2 separate regions of the Hordeum vulgare genome follow, and region 2 is linked to region 1. Evidence: chromatin contacts called from public Hi-C data. All regions are on one chromosome and are shown on one strand. The core of a region is the stretch at or near the end of the contact, and the rest is flanking DNA. Distances in the headings are between cores, read along the strand shown. Region 1 holds the start of LOC123439712 (probable folate-biopterin transporter 7). Region 2 holds the start of LOC123439751 (AP2-like ethylene-responsive transcription factor SMOS1).

Evidence for each region. Hi-C and Micro-C count contacts between places; a contact is called where the count stands out from the background.
Region 2: a Hi-C map of seedling shows a contact between it and region 1, with 6 times the contacts expected there. The contact joins the promoter of LOC123439751 here to the promoter of LOC123439712 in region 1. A contact is called at or near these places in 2 of 6 Hi-C or Micro-C datasets (leaf and seedling).

The regions. Positions count from the first base shown.
Region 1 is chr1H:390,051,923-390,054,703 of MorexV3_pseudomolecules_assembly, forward strand. LOC123439712 (probable folate-biopterin transporter 7) reads right to left here and starts at 1,330. Exons shown (of 2, transcript XM_045116402.1): 1 at 786-1,330. The coding sequence starts at 1,062.
Region 2 is chr1H:390,381,964-390,384,663 of MorexV3_pseudomolecules_assembly, forward strand. It overlaps LOC123439751 (AP2-like ethylene-responsive transcription factor SMOS1), which reads right to left and starts at 1,417. Exons shown (of 10, transcript XM_045116443.1): 1 at 1,057-1,417; 2 at 252-334. The coding sequence starts at 1,304.

The DNA.
Region 1 (2,781 bases), core at 80-2,579:
TGTGTCAATTGTATCAAAACAAAATATTCAGCATGGAATCTGAAGATGGGCAATCTTAAGTGGTGGTATTGCACAAATTATGACACTTTAAAGTGCAGGGCAAGGGCCACATCCGACTGAGAAAATATGCATCGTGACACTCTGGTTGCTGCTCTAAAAGACTACTTCACGAAAAGATGGAGAACGATGGTAATCAGAAGAGAAAACGGAAAGGGAAAGTGAAAGTGAAAGAAAACAAAAGGCACGCGCATAATAATCAAGAGGACAACTGTGTTCAAGTATATTCTTTATGGCGCTGTCATTCGCCACATGACACCAATGTGCAAACAAGTGAACAGCACGCAAGAAAAGAACGCAGAAAGCTCTAGCGTGGTAATCATTTTACTTTTTCTCCAAGGACAGCGCAGAAGAGTAAAAATATCCTACACTGCTCTGGCATACTAGAATTCCTACAACTCGTTTAATCAGTGATCAAGTACAGTGAAAGAGCGAAATTGTGCGTGCAACACGGGCAGTGCAGGGAAGGTGGAAATTTCAGAGAATTATCATTCTGCATCGCGAGTGTGGTTCCTATAATTCCAGGTTAACCGGTAAAGGGAGGTATGGAACCGAGCGTGCTTTCGAGCGTTCCACGTTATGAACCGTTAAAGTAAGGGAAGGGAGGGTATGGAAATGGAATCACGATGAGGATCATGGCGTCGGTCGGAGATTACGGAAAGTGGTGTTGGCAGATCTGAGAAGGGCAATGCGATAACGTGGGGGGGATAAAGGGAGGGGGGGCGTACCGCCGATGGCGACGTATGGCAGGCGTCGGCAGCCGCGGATGGGGACGGCGTCGGAGAGCAGGCCGAGGAGCGGCTTGGCGACCATGGGCAGGGTGGCGGAGGCCTGGAGGATCTGCAGCGAGGAGGAGGGGACGCCCATGGCGTCCTTGAGGAAGAAGTTGACGCCGAGCCACGGGAAGAGCCGGAAGCCCTGCACCCAGAACCCCACCCCGATCACCCACCGCTGCGTGGCGGCCGTGGCGGCCCTCTCGCCCTCCGCCTTCTGCTCCTTCTCCATGGCCCTCCCTCCTCCTCCTCCTCCTCCCCCGAAATCCGGCAGTGCGGAGTCTCGTCTGATCCGCGCGTCGCCGGGCCTTGTGTTCCTGCTCCGCTCCCGATCCGAGGGAAGGGAATGGGAGAGCTCGTGGTGGTTCTTGTGTTGTGCTCCCACCGGGGCGGGAGGACACGTGGGAGGGTTAGGTGTTATTTGGCCGAACAGAGTAGCAGTGGTGATGCAGGGGAATGTGGAATGGAATGGTTGGCACGAGAAGAACCAACACGTTGCCACGGATATGACACGGGGGCGTGGAGGCTCGCTGTATGTATGGCCGTACCTCCTTCCGGGCGGGCTCGTCTCTCGCTGGGGCCCAGAGCCATGTGGGCCAGTACCAATCGACCGTGTGTGCATGGTGGGTCAGTGCGCTCCCTGATGTCGGCGTGCCTTTTCGGCCGGCCTCCGGGCCACTTTTTACTAAATTGCTTTTTACTGTATTATATAAGGTGTAAACTACTCTAGTAGAAATTGCTTTTGAAGCTCGGCCTCCACCAAGGCTTTTAAATTTGAAATTCAAATTTCATGAAAATTTATATTTTTGTATTTCAAAAAAATCTAAAAAATACAGAGATAAGTGAAGGCGTAACACACATGTGTGTAAATTTTCAGAAAAAATTACGTTAAAATGAGGGTTGTAAAAAAAGACAAATCTAAGGCTTTTTAACACATGATACTATTCATCGTTTCAGGCCATGAATTTATCTTTTTTGTTCAAGTCGTATTTTAAGATATTTAGTCCTAAGTTTTACACACATATACATAACATCCTTCCTTACTTGCCTATTTTTTTAGTTTCTTTTTAAATCAAAAAGTTCGAATTTTATTTTTTTTTCAAAAATTTCGATCACCATGGAGCTCGGCCTCCAAACGTCCATTCTCGTAAACTACGCCATCCCATGAAAAAGTCAAAATATTGCTAAAAAATGAAAAAAAGCAGATTGAATATTGCAAGTTTGACATGCCATAATTTTAGCCGTAGTAGACATTGCGATAGATGCATCAAGCTTTTCTTGCAAATATGCAAGTTTTCTTTTGCGGGGTTGCAAATATACAAGTTTGGCATGCATTTATTGGCAATATGTATATCAAGCTCTTCTTGCAATATAGTCCTCCTAGGATTTATGTGCTATATAATCCGATAGGTGGTTTCCTGCTTCTCATGTTTATTGAATATGCTCCAACATCACTAGTGTAGTTTTCATTTTCTGTTGACATGTCTAGTTAATCAGGGCCGGACCGGCAATATCCGGGGCCCTGTGCCAAAATTTAAAAAGGGGCATATCTTTTGGTGGTGGAGCTATAAAGGGAAAAAAGGTGGACTAAACTAAATAAGAGACCCGATTATCTTCCCAAATTATATATAGTACTATTTCGGTAATTTGCAAAAAATAGTAGTATTGCAGTAGAGATAGTAAATACCCGGTACCTTTTGTTCCCTTCATTATGAGATCAACACATTTATCCTTGCAACAAGGCCAACTCATGGGTGCCTAGGAAAACAAAAGAGCACACAGGGTTGAAGCTAACCTTGGTGCACTGAAATCACTTGATGAAAGGCACCAAAGCATTTGATAAATGGCAGTAAAATATCATGGGAAGTACACTGAAGTTTGAACGACATATAAGTAAAATTTAGAGAGCCTATACAGTGAAATTTGCATAACACCAACACTGGATTTTTGG
Region 2 (2,700 bases), core at 167-2,666, 330 kb after region 1:
CTCTGCAATAAAAGGAAGTTAAGATGGACAAGTTTCCTATACACCAATGTAATAAGATTGCTAAAGAAGCATGATAAATTTACAACAGCTGTAACTCTGTACTGAGCACACAATAATCCCAAATGACCTCTGCAATAAAAGGAAGTTAAGATGGACAAGTTTCCTATACACCAATGTAATAAGATTGCTAAAGAAGCATGATAAATTAACAACAGCTGTAACTCTGTACTGAGCACACAATAGTCGCATACCTTGTTTCCCTTTTTTATTCTGATTCTGATTCCATGTGCTTTTGTCCCAAAGGTGAGCCTCATATCGCCCTGTCCATCTATGCCTATTGATGCAACATTGGGCTAAGTAATAAATTGAATGAATACATGTATAAGGAACACCAAAAGGAGATAATGCTATGCTCACAAAAAGTTTAAGGAAGTATATGTCTGTTGAAGGCAGTAAAAAAGAAAAGAAATAATAGCGTATAGTACAGAAAATAATACTCATAAGTGGAGAAGGAAGGAGCGAAGGAGGACACCAAATATGAAATGCGCACCGAGAAGCATGAAGTGCCAAGCACGGTGAAGAGGTCAAACTTGGAAGTATTTGTAAACAATTAAGGTGGCCAGACATCGGAGGTAATACTACTTGTAATTTCTCGTGGTTGAGCGTGCACATTAACCATTAGCATGTGCTGACCTGCAGATCATCGTTTGAACAGGGTACTAACTGTGATGTTCATACATTAATTTACAGCTGTTTCGTGATAATAACCAGAGACAAACACTGGCTGCAATGTTGAGATACCTAACAGCAATAGTCCTCTATAACATTCACTTATTCTCGTCGTGTGCCAGTTCTCATCGGATCTCCCAGGCTAGTCACGCTCTGCGTCACTTTCCGATACGCTCCCCACCCCCAATAACTCGAGACAGAGACGCATACGGAAGCTCATTGGCGATCTGTAGTGCTGAGCTTCTTCCAGACATGGTCGCCGGGAAACGAAAAGCAGGTAGCAGCGGAGATGAGTCCGTGAGCGGGCCAGGCAGGGGCGGTACGTACCGGGTGACCCCGCGGTAGATGGAGCTGCGTTTCCCGGCGGCGCAGGGCGTCATGCGGCTGATGCGGTCCTTGGCGGTGCAGACGCGCTCCTTCCGCGCCGGGGCGAGCCTCCTGGGCGGCGCCTGCTCCGCGGCGGCCACCCCCACCGCCGCGCCGTACGCGGGCGGCGGCCCCTCGCTTCCCCCCGCCGCGGCCTCCAGCTTGTTCTGCAGCCCCGCGTCGGCCGCGGCGGGGTTGGGGGAGGCCATGGCGCCGCCACCGGATCGGTCGAGCCGGCGCGACGAGGCAGGAGGACGGGGGCGAGCGCTTCGGCCTTTGGAGGAGTCGCAGTGGTGACCGTTTGGGGGCGGCCGTGGTGGTGGTTTCAAATGGAGGGGGGGAGGGGTGGGGGAGGAGGAGCAGAGGCAGAGGTGGATGGGGACGCGTGGAGCCCAGTGGGCCGGCACATGGGGAGCAGGGAGCCGCAGGGGAATCCGAGGATGCGCGATTGATGATGACGGCTAGAGAAGAAGGAAGAGAGTTGAGCCGATGGTAGCGGGCCGGAAAGGGACGGCAGCAGCGCCACGCCGGATGCGGGTTTGTCCGGCCCGTCGTCGCTTCCGCGAACGGCATCGGTACGGCTCGCGTGGCCGATTCTTACTCCCATCGATGCCGACCCGACAGGGGCAAACCCCGTGATGGAAAACACGAGGGATGTGCAGATGGAACTCCGTGATGAATGATGATGATGCATAAAGAAACAAAACACTGGAAATGAACCGACTGGAGTGGAGTTGAGTTGAGTTCAATGCCTCAGGACCGTTGGCCACCGTGTCAGATGCGGCAGGAGGTGAGTGAATGGGGCTGATCGAGTCGAGTTGGTTCATGGGAGGCCGTGGACAGTACTGCACTACCACGGTACTGCCGTGCCACATTGAAGGCAGGTGTACTGCGCTGCATGCTCACTCTCTCTACTGGCTAGTAGCTCTGTGTTAATGTTGCACTCACTTCACGTCACGTAGGGGTAGCACGTATCATGTCAGTCACGTCACGTCACGTAGGGATAGCCCATGTCAATCACGTCGCCACGGGCATATCAAATGCATCGGCCAAAATCGTGTATTTAAAGCAACTTTAACGGTTGATCCGAACGAATGAAGATTAGTTCGGTTTGTTCGTTTGGATCGACCGGTCGGTCGGCGTCCGTCCTGTTTTAGATATGAGTCGGCAGCGCGTTCAACGCGCCGACCTATATGTGCCGGCGTGGCCGGCTGGTTGTCTGGCCGTTCTATTTTGCATTGAATTTGCTAACATAATTTGGACCGAATAAAATAACATAGTTATTACAAGCCGAATAAACATAACATAGTTTTCACATATTTTTGCAAACGAATAAGAAGATAAATCCATTGGTCGCCAACATGAGCCCACATATGCTCAACCAAATCATTTTACAGCTGCACGTGTGTTTCCCAATCATGCATGTCTTGATGAAATTGGATGAACTGTTCAAACGTTGTTGCTCCTCCATGCTCAGGCACAACATTCTCACCCTGAAACTAAAACCCTTGATCGTACATACGTTCCGAGCGCTCGTCTTCTACGGTCATATTATGCATGATCACACAAGCAGTCATCACCTTTCACAGTTTCTGCGTGCTCCAC